Linked DNA regions of Ovis aries: regions 2 and 3 are each linked to region 1. Evidence: chromatin contacts called from public Hi-C data. All regions are on one chromosome and are shown on one strand. The core of a region is the stretch at or near the end of the contact, and the rest is flanking DNA. Distances in the headings are between cores, read along the strand shown. Region 1 holds the start of PIK3R1 (phosphoinositide-3-kinase regulatory subunit 1). Region 2 has its middle 220 kb from the start of PIK3R1. Region 3 has its middle 160 kb from the start of PIK3R1.

Region 1 (3,606 bases), core at 424-2,923:
AAGTGTCTTTCCAGGAACTCATTATGTAGGAAAGGAGACAGCTGGTAAGGTTTCTTCAGGCCCATGCCTAACAGAAATACAGCAAATGTCATACCAGTTATATCTCAGTTTATTGGACTGGATAAAGTTATTCTGTCACAGGGTGAGGCCCCTCCTTTCATTTATAAAGCTCAATATATGAGGTCCTTCATTTCACAGGATGCATGGGAATGATGTAGCTTGGTAAACTTCATATTTACTTTTAGATGAAGTGGATTCTTACGTAAGTAGGTAGCTGTCTGCTTTTGTATCCCCAGCTCAAGAAGTACGTTGGAATAACAAAAATGCCAGGCCTGAAAAACCTAGAGTAGAACTAAGCTGTCCATCAGAATGTGAATCACCTTTAGGGATGACTGTCTTTCCTAAGGACAGTCAATAAATTTCAGGATATTCTTCCTCTACTTCCATTGTCCATTAAAAATAAAGAAAAGAAAAAAAACAACGGAATTAAAAAAAAAAAAAACCCTGAAAAAAACCCCCCACCAAACTCAAACTTTGACAAAAGTAAATTATTGGTTAAAAAAAAAATAATATTCTTGCAAGGAAATTGGGAACAGGGCTTTAGGGCAAGTCGACTGGGCGGGTGCAGGTCTCGAAACCGCAGAAAGAGGAATCTGGGAAGAGGTTTTTAAAAGGCGGACTATTACGTGTTTTCATGGGCGAAAGAGGAACAGAGGGGGTGGTGGCATCCCATCATACCGTCAGAGGAAGGTTTGTATCAACAGCAGATTTTTCTTGAGCAACTAAAATAATGAGGACTAGCTGAAAAATGTGCATTAAAAAATTAAGAAATTTAAGGAATTCACAGTTCCCGTGAGCTTCCTCCCACCGAGCCACGAGCAACTGCGGTCTGCCTGAGCGACCTACATTTGCTCCGTCATCTCAGGACTGGGAGAGATCAGTCAGCGTGCGCCCTCCTCATGAAACTCTGCCCTTCTGGCGGGCCCTCCTGGTTCCCGGGGACGGCAGTGCCAGCCAGGCTCCTGGAGTTCGAGGCAGGCTGCGGACGCCTGTCCCTCCGGTTCACCCTTTCACCCCTCCTTCACCCCGAGGCGCCACGCGGGGTGGCGCGGCTTTTCCGCCCACCTCCGCGGCCGCACTGGCCAAGCAGAGAACTGCAGAGCCTCCGGCTTTGGCTAGCCTGGAATCCGAGTCCTCCCCGCCCCAGCCCCTGCGCTGGTGGGACGCTGGGGGCTCGAAAGATGCTGGGGTGTGTTTCAAGACACCGCGATTAGAGACGCAGCTTCTAAGTCTGAACTCGTCCTCGGTCTCTCCCAGACCCGCCGCCTCCAGTCTCGAAGACGCCCGGCAGCCGGCTCAGCCCCAGGCGGAGAGCAACCTGGCCGGCCCGGCGGGCGAAAACCCAGAGCACTCGGCGGGGTCGCCCAGGGCATCCCCGCGGCTGGGGGCGGAAAGGGAGCCGGGCCGCAGGAAGGGTCGGCAGGATCCGAGCTCCGCCCAGCTGGCCGCCCGGCTCGCTGGCCGCGCGGTGAATGGCAGCGGCGGAGGGCGCGGTGCCAGCGGAGAGGGGCGGAGCCGCGGGCGCTGGTTGGCGAGGTCTCGGGGGCGGGGCTCGCGGGGCGGGGCCGGAGGCGGGGCCGCTGCCGGGCGCTGGAGCTGCTGGCGCACGGAAAGGAGTCGCGAGCAGCTGGAGCGGAGTTGGAGGAAGCGGCGGCCACGGCTGGCAGCAGTTTGGAGACGGCGAGCTCGGGTCGGGAACGGCTGGCGGATCTGAGCTGGGTCAGGGGCTCATCGGAGCCGTGCGCGCCAGAGGCTGCCGGTGTAGCCTGGGCTCAGCAGAGGAAGGAAGCCGGCCGGTGGGGGAGGTAGGCGGCGGCAGCGGGTCCGGGTGTGTGCTCGGGAGGGGGAGGCGGTGCGTGCGCGCGCGGCCACAGCCGCTCTCTTCCTGTCACCAGCAGCCGCTTCTCCTTCTGCAGAACCGAGCCGGGGGAAGCGAGCCGGCCGCCGTCCTCCCTGCCGCTGGCATCTGCCGCCCTCCGGGCCCCCGCGGGTCCCCTTCTTGGCCAGCGTCCCCGCGTGCTCCCGGCTCCCTCGCGGCTCCCGTTTCCCTGGTCCTCTTCCGAGCGGGGTGTGCGCGCCGCCGGGAGCATTCTTCCCGGGAGTTGCAGGCGAACTCGGGCTTCCGCCACCTCTCCGTCACCGTACACTTTCCTGAGGGTTCCCCCAGTCGCCCGGCTGCAGTTTTCCGGAGCCCTTCGGCGAAGGAGAGCGCCCTGACCGCCGCCTTCGCGTTAGCGGGCCGGATCTCTGCTTTCCCCCGCGCTCTCCGGCTGCACCTGGGTCGCTGCCCGGGGCGGGCGGGGGTCCCAGGAGCTCGCCCGCCGCCCCCGCCCTTCGAAGTTTGCCTCCCTCCTCTTCCGGGGTGGGGGAAGTGTGCCTCGGGGCGGCCGGTCGCTGGGGCCCTAGCTCGGCGTGTGGTGCCGGCCGGGCCTGTGGCAGGTTGTTGGAGGCAGATTTAATGGGGTCTTCGGATAGCCCAGAAATCTAGCTTTTTGTAGCGTGGGGCGAGAGCGGAGGGACCGGCCCCGCAATATGGAGCCGGCTAGAGGGAGCGAGAGAGCGTGCAAGCCCGAGCTGAAAGATCGTGCGGAATTGTCTGGAATCCACAGCTCTCACGCTCACTTCCCAAGGGCAGAAACTGCCCGGCAGATCACAAGACAAAGAGAACAGGAAAGCTCAGGCCAACCGCTTGAGTGCAGAAATGTACTTTGGTAACCAGATTCGATCGTGTAATGAAAGGGTGTGAGCGAAATGGCTGTTACATGTTGAAAGCAGAATGTGTGTGAACTGGATTTGGGGAAATTCTGCTTCTCTGGACGTAGTTTAATATCAGAAAGCTCTCACGTTTACCGTTAATCTCTGGTGTGGCTGCAGCACTGCTGGTATACAAGTGTGAGTTTACTGGGTTTGGGGGTTTGATGACTTTCGAAGCGATAGGGGGTTTTCCGGCCTTTTTTGCCCCCCTCTCCAGTTCTTTCCTCTTTGTCAGTCTGTGCGAAGTACGAATTGATAAAACAGTTCCGGGTTTTGAACGCAGCATTAGATTGTCATTTCAGTTTGATGGGGCTGAAGTTTTAGTTGTTAGGCGGGACATTCACAGTGTAAGTGACCCAGGCATTATGTGAAGTGGGTTCTTTTGCTTTTTTTTTTTTTTTTTCATTAGCTTGTGTTGCCTTTTGGCAACTTTAAAGATGGTTAGGTGTTAGAAAAGGTCAGAATAGGAAGACAGGTTTATCAGTCATCATCAGGAATTTGGTGACTTTGCACAGAAGGGCACAAACATTGAAATCGTTGAAACACACAAATCATTGAAAGAGAGGGAAAAAAGCACTCCTAGCCATAATTTCTTGATAGAGTACACTCTCTTGAAATAAATAGTTTTTTTAAAAGCAGTAGATGATAGTTTTCTTAGGAACAAGAGTTACTTAAGCTTTGGGAAGCAAGTGTTTTGGTCATTCCAGAGAAAATACCCAGAGTTGTTATTATTATTTTTTTTTTTTTTGAGGGATCCCTCTTCAATTTGGAAAGATATGTTTGGTTGAGGAT
Region 2 (3,606 bases), core at 358-2,857, 220 kb before region 1:
ACTGGCCTGATCCTAGAAGGATGTGGAAGTGATTCACAGCACTGAGAAGACCCACGGCTTCCTGTTGGCCTTCCTGCCTCAGGCATTTCTTATAATCTGCAGCTTCAGCGTTCTGCAGTAGATGGATGCCAGGGCTCAAAGCACCATCCTGCAATCATGATGCGCGGTTACAGCAGGCACAAATACACTCAGACCACAGAGGGGAGAACAAAGACGGGAAGGCAGCGAAAGCTGCAGCTGGAAAAACGGAAAGCTTCTTCAGAACCACGAGAACCCTGATTTTGCTTGAAAACAGAGGAGCAGCAGTTTGAATCGTGGTACAGCTAAAGAGTTGGTGAAGAACAGGGAATCCTGGCAAACTGCAATCCACGGGGTCGCCAAGAGCTGGACATGACTGAGCGACGGACCTGAACTGACAGGAGAAGAATAGGAAGCCAACCTCACTCCTGTTAATTTAGCCCTTTCCCTTTTATATTCTATTTCATCAGAATTCAGAATGGCTGATAGCAGCATAGAGGAGGCCTCCAGGTCAAGACAAAGGTGGCTTCCGCTTCAGGGAGCCACGTTGGGCTTCCCATATAAGATACTCACTGATCCTTGAAAAACAGGGCATGAGGGCATGAGGCCTCTCTATTCAGAGCAGCCATCCTGGAGGACCTCAGGCCAGATGTCCTGGCAGCAACTACATCCCAATATATCAAGGTGGCAAGTATCACACCCTTCCCTTGCAACCTGCCTTTCCTGGAGATGGACATGCGAGGTCTCTCTTAAGGCGACCATTGCTGCTCATCATGTAATTCCACATGTGCACAATTCTCTGATGGAGAAGAAGGGATAATGGGAAGAATTTAGATGCCTGAGTTTCTTACTACCTCAAAACTCTACATGTTTGAATGACTCTCCAGTAACAGTGGCTTGCTTCACTATGAAAAACGCAATTTTGCCTCTCTTTAGTTTTATTTCTGCAAGTTAGAAGTGTAACGACCTCTTTGGAAACCGATTTCTGCATTTGGTTTTAGGTGTTAATAAATTCTTGAAGATATTGTTAATATCGAAGCAGTGGGTTTGAACTTAGTTGACTATTTTTCATTGTGATACTTAAGTTGTAGCAAGAAACAAGTGGTTTTATACAGGTTTATTTCCACTTTAGGGAATAGCAAGTTAATATCCAAAACTTAAAAAAGAAGATGGAGGAAGAGCCAGAGAAGGGGATAAGGGAAAGAAGAGACAGAAGGAAGAGGAAGTGGGTGGAAGAGAGGGAGGGAGCCCAGGAGGACAGGAGGGATAACTGAGAATGAGGCAGTGGGGGATCCTGTTGAAACATGCTTAAAGGAAGTGATATTGCTGAGAAGCCAGCAAGCGCCATGAGGCTGCTGAAGAGGAGTGGATGGATTGATATGAATCCACTCCTGGCTGCCCCGAACTTTTGAGCAAGCATTCATTTGGTCATCTGTGGGCAGAGGGGCTGCCGCAGACCAGAGCTCAACAATGAAAAGAAGAATGAGAAAGCATGGCCCGTGCTCCTGCACCAGGCCCAGCTCATAGCACTCCCAGTCAAGACTCCTCCTGGGCAAGAAACTTGGCCTAAAGCACCGCAACATCACCAGCACTCACTAAATGTTAAAGAACACAAATACTGGAATCGCTTTGAAAATATCTAGCTGTTTCTCCTCAAATGTGGATTGAGTTTTCTTTCGCAATATGAACGATGTTCTTGCCAATTTTCAAGTTTACAGCTCCAGCTGTTAGGGGTTATGTAAGAGCCAAAGTGATCAAAGGGCCTCATGAGTGGAAAATGCATTTTTCCCCTTGGTTGCATAACTCCCCAATGGAATGGGCTCTGTAATCGAAGCATTGTCTGCCCATTCCTCCTGTCCCTCACTGCTCCTCTACAAGCAAAAATGAAAGAAAGAAAGAAGGAAAATTCACGTTGACGGGAATAAAATGTTATAAAAAATGTTGTTGGACTCACATTTAGAATGTCCAAGCATTTTTCAAAAGAAAGTTGCAGGTAACTTTTATGAGTAATTACAAAAATAGTAACTAAATAAATTCCCCTCAACTCTAGGGAGCTTTCTCTAAAGCATATGCAATCATTACATTAAAAATAGAGTTCCTTATAGCCTGCATGGTATTCTAATGTCATTTTCTGAACGTCACTCTTCCTGTCGGTCTTTTAGTCCTTTCAGAACAGGAAACTTATCTTTGTGTTGTAGCCTCCCCAGTGCCTAGCATACAGTAAGATCCAATAAATAGCAAATGTTTGAATAAGGATTTAGAAAACGTGACCACAGTCATATCTGCAGAGACCTAGGCATGATGCGATGACAACTTTTCTAAGTAGAATTAGAGGCTAAACAGGTGTTATTTGCCCTTATTTCTTTTTACTTTATGGACCTAATTTCAAAAGAATAATGAAAGCTGGGCAAAGTCAGGTGGCAGAGTGGACAAAGGTAAGTCTTTGTAAGCCCTTAGCAATAACCCCAGGATTTCTTTGGGGTTTCAGGCACCGATGGCTTGTCCTTTCCACTTCTGGAAATGACAGCTACCAGACTGTTTTTACCCCTGCTGAGAGTCTCAGTGGTTGATTATGGAAAGCCTGGGCCCAACTGGCACCAGGTGCCCTTAAAAATGGCCCAGTTATCAGTTGGCAAATTACAGTCCCTGATCCAGGATATACTCAACCAATAGACAGATTAATTTACATTTATAACACTTCAAATATCCAGGGAGATCTATCCACAGTGGATAGACTGCACTCCAGTGAGAGGAAGGGGAAGCCAGGGAGGAATTCCAGAGGGCTAGGGAAGCAGACTGGGAGGGTGCCAGGATGAGAGGACACCAGTCCTTGCTAACTTAAACCACACTGCCTCTTCTTTGAGGCAGGACTGGCCCTCTTTGCCTTGCTGGTGTTTCCTCTCCGCCATCCCTAGTTGGCCTTTCATTTTTCTGGTCTTGATCATCTATTGAATGCACTGAAAAAATGTTCAATTAGAGGACACTTCTAGCTCTCAGATTATCCCATATCTGTGTATTTTAATGTATTTTTGGGCTTCCCTTGTGGTGAAGAATCTGCCTGCAATGTGGGAGACCTGGGTTCTATCCTTGGGTTGGGAAGATCCCCTGAAAAAAGGAAAGGCTACCCACTCCAGTATCATGGCCTGGAGAAATCTATGGACTGTATAGTCCATGGGGTCACAAAGAGAAGGACACAACTGAGCGACTTTCACTTCACTTCTAATGGGTCTAGATTCACCCTTTATCTCTTAGGACACTCCCCTTTTATAGAGAACCATTCAGTTACTTTCATTGTTTCACTTTCCTGTTCAAAGGCTGAAAATTTCCTCCCACCTTCCCCTGGCCTACTAAATGAAGATCTGTGCCACCTAGCCTGGCTTTCATCAGCCCTTCCAACTGTGGTCTAAACCCTCCTCTTCTGCCTTCTCTGCTCCCCTGCCTGGAAACACTGCCTCTTCCTGAATCATGCCCATCTTTTGACATCCTAAGTACATCTGATCTCATTTTTCCAAGCCATGGTAATATTTTAGGCCTCTCAGTTCCTGCAGAATGACCAAAGGCTCATGTACTCTCAGCTTTCCATGCCTT
Region 3 (3,606 bases), core at 813-3,312, 160 kb before region 1:
AAGGAAATTTTACCATTAGAAATGCACACACCTCAGTGTTTTGCAACATCCCCAAAGACCACTGTTTTTCAGATTTTGATTCATTTAATGAGTAATTATTGAACATCTGTTAAGTACCAGATGCTGGGAATGCAGATAACAGTAAACCAGAAGACAAACGTCCTAAAGTCATGGAGTATTCTAAAAGAGGGAGAGGGTAGTGTGCAGGGTAGAAAATAATCAGGTTACTGCCTCATGTAAGGTTAGCTACTGGTAAGTGCTAAGAAAAGTTAGTTTTCTTTAGAATTGAATGGGGGTGCTTGTTGGAAATGCAGATTCCTAGGTCCATACACATTGAACCAGAATATTCTAAAGCTCCCACTGTACCCAGGAAGGGATCTCCAATGTCTGTGGAGGAAGTCTGGTTCATCTAGAGGTCTACCATGCCATCTCTAGCCCTGGCAGGGGACCAGACACACAGAAAGTGAAGCACCCTCCATCACCCTCTGCATGGCCATCTGGGCATGGAGAGTAATGATTCATCAAAAGTAATAGACCTACCAGACCCAGGCCACTGCAGCTTGGCCTGGGACAGCAAATGTCCCTGAAGTCAGCTCCGAGCTCCCTCACAAGGCTGCTATAGGCAAGGACACTAAAGAGAAGAAAGCAGGTGTTAGAGAGAAGCGGTTATTGTTATTCAATGGGAGACATCAGTTAGATTCTCTTCCTAGGAATGCATGACCCAGACATCCCAGATGGCAGATCTTTCCCACTCAAATGACAGGGTTTCCTGAAAGGAAGACTAAGTGCTCCATCCCATTATGAGAGTCTCATATAGGGTGGGTCTGAGTGTATCTGCGTGTGAGGGAGACAGAAAGAGAGAGACATATACACACACACACAGAACAAAAAGAGACACAGAGAAGAACAGGGGGAGAGGCAACCACAGAGCCCCTTTAAGAGAGGGCAGCTTGTTTCTCTTTGAGGATTGCTGGACTCAGTTGGAGAAAGGGTTAATACCTTAGACGGAATGTATGCCTTTATAATTTGCAGATAAAAACGGTATCTGTAATTTCATAGAGTATTAGTCCTGGAGGGAACCTTAACCAACATCTATCCAGTTTAGGTGAGAAAGGCAAGGGCTAGTGAGGCTCCCCAAGGGCTCAGGGCAGGGGGCAGAATGTGCCAGTGTAGCCTGTGGCTCCTGGCACCAAGTCTATCGTCACCTGTTGAAGGTGAGTCCTGTAAGGACACTCACACGGGCTTACTCAGTGTAACCCTCTTATTACATCCAGTGTTTATTTGATCAGAAATAACTGAATCCAGATGAACCATACTGACCGTTTACTACATGGACACCTAGATGGAGCCTAAAGCGAGGTTAACTCAAGTGTACTGGGGAGGACAGCAAGGCGCCTCCTAGCACAGCTTGACATTCTGGGCCATTTAACTCTGGCCACCTGTCATTTGGTGAGAAAAGACCTATGGAGAAATACGGGTGAAGGGTTAAGTTGGGAATGTCTGGCCTTTGTTAGCACAGTTGGAAGGACAGCAAAGCCTGGTGGAGGCTCCCAGAGCCTCTTCTCTGAAAACAGGGAAGACACCAGAGACAAGGAAGAGGATGCGCATCTGAGGACGCCAGCTGGTCCAGGGGCTCTGCGTTGGGCACAGCTGTTGCAAAACACAGGGAAACTCCCCTCCTCCGTGAGGTCACTTTGAGAGGTGAAGGCCCATTTCTGGCAACTTGGGGTAAAAGGAAGAAAATTTTGCTTAAAAAGAGGCCTCATTGGGGAAAACAAATAAATATCTCCAAGAGGAACACCCAGGCTGCCCCTACTCCCAACCCCAGGCAATGCTGAGCCCTGCCTGTAGGCCCAGCTTTACACTCCAGAGGCTCCTGGGACCAGGCTAAGGCAGGATATGCAGAGGAATTCGATCAACTAATGCCCCTTGACAGTAGTGATAAGGGCTGGAACCTACAGACAGGGCTTGGAGTCCTAACGTCCAGCAAAGTCTGGAACTAGGCCAGTGGGGAAACAGGCAGACGCATTCAGATCTCAGCCCAGCAGTCCTTTTCCCTTCCCCCATGGAAGCCTGTCCACACCCAGCCGCATGAGCACTGCTCTCCGGATCAGACTGATCCAGGCTCAGGACTGCTGCCCAGAGTCTCCTCCTGCGCTCCCAAACCTCGCCGCCTCCCACTGGAATTCTCAACCCACAGGTCTCCTCTACGGGTGTATGAGTAGGGCCTCACCTTCCTTACCTGGGACCCTCAGAGTAGCAGGCTTTGCTTTTGTCCTCGTGGGTGTGCAGAGTTATTTGCTGAGTTGGATAGAAAAGTACACTTAAAGGCTTCAACTGCTAAGACAGAGAATTTCAGCTATCACTAACTGGGATTGCAAGAAAATGTTTCTAAATTCAAACTCTCACATCCTGAGCATGGAATGGGAACAGCCTCTCTTTTTCACAAGCCGGATCAGTCCTCACCTCCTTCCCGAGCATGCAGCTCTGGTGCTAGCAACCTTCCCCACCACAGCTCCTCATACTCAAGTGTTCTTCCTCCGCCATCTCCTCTACTTTTGGCTTTTATTGCTTCTCATATATTCTGATTACTGTATGTCCCAGAGATTAAGAACAAAGACTTTGCTGTCAAATAGATCCGAGTCCAAATCCTCAACTGCCACTTATTAAACACGTGCCCTCGGACTAGGCAACTTCTCAAGGTTTCAATTTTCATATCTAACAAACGAAAAATAATAATCCCTCCCCCCTGGGGTTATTGTGACAATTTAAGGAGTCAAAAATAAAGCGCCTAAAATAAATCCTAGCACATAGTAAGCAATAATAAAAGTTAGTTCTCGTAATAAGTAGATCCCTGGTTATTTGATATTTTTTAGGAAATGAGTCCCTTTGGATATCTGATGTAAAACCCTTGACATTCTTCCCTGAAAAAATACATGTACTCAAAAATTTTACACATAATTTCAGAGGAAATATGGAATCCCTGAAGCCATCCTTTGGTCTCATTTTAGGATGCCCCCAGCATAGAATATACCTCACTGTCCAAAAAGAGTAGATCATTTTTGAGGGCTAAAATCATGTCTTCTAATTTTTCTGCTCCCCATAGCACCCATAATGATAATCTTGTACTTGGAAAAGCACTCCGTAAATATCTGATGAGTAGCTGATGCCAAAGTTCAGCTCTCCATTGGATGTTGGAACTAAGCACTAATAATTTGGATTTAATTCTCTCTATTCATGGAGGAAAAAATGAGTTTTGCTTTCATGTACTACAGAATACTTGATGTTAATCCTTTTGCCCAGAGCATAAGTTGTCAATTCCAAATGGGACTCTCACTTTCCAAAGCTCTGTGGCCAGTTCCAAGGAAGGACATTCAGGCCCCAAAGCCAAGTCGCACTCACTAAGAAGGGAGTGTGTTCTCAGCCAGCCCCTGAACCAAAGGTTCCCTAAGTCTTTGCTGACAACCAGATGTCATGGTGGCCTGTGGCAATGGCTTTCATTAGGTCAAGTTTGCTGCACGTCAGTTTAGAGCAAGCCTAACTCTGGCTAAATGAGCTAGACATTGAACCAAAAATTCAATAAGAACTCTGACAATAATTAACTCA

The links. A called contact is a pair of places that touch in the nucleus more often than the background predicts.
Region 2: a contact with region 1 is called in a Hi-C map of liver, with 2.5 times the contacts expected there. The contact joins the enhancer-like site here to the promoter of PIK3R1 in region 1.
Region 3: a contact with region 1 is called in a Hi-C map of liver, with 5 times the contacts expected there. The contact joins the enhancer-like site here to the promoter of PIK3R1 in region 1. A contact is called at or near these places in 3 of 16 Hi-C or Micro-C datasets (hypothalamus, liver and omental adipose tissue).

What each region holds. Positions count from the first base shown.
Region 1 is chr16:11,609,784-11,613,389 of ARS-UI_Ramb_v3.0, reverse strand. It overlaps PIK3R1 (phosphoinositide-3-kinase regulatory subunit 1), which reads left to right and starts at 1,673. Exons shown (of 15, transcript XM_042233720.2): 1 at 1,673-1,865.
Region 2 is chr16:11,828,327-11,831,932 of ARS-UI_Ramb_v3.0, reverse strand. No RefSeq gene overlaps it. Among named protein-coding and RNA genes, the nearest start is that of PIK3R1, 220 kb to the right of the region's middle. Within about 2 kb of position 1,607, at least 6 of the 54 cell types and tissues checked have an H3K27ac peak or open chromatin away from gene starts, as enhancers often do. A contact at or near this core is called in liver, where this site is marked.
Region 3 is chr16:11,770,252-11,773,857 of ARS-UI_Ramb_v3.0, reverse strand. No RefSeq gene overlaps it. Among named protein-coding and RNA genes, the nearest start is that of PIK3R1, 160 kb to the right of the region's middle. Within about 2 kb of position 2,062, at least 12 of the 54 cell types and tissues checked have an H3K27ac peak or open chromatin away from gene starts, as enhancers often do. A contact at or near this core is called in liver, where this site is marked.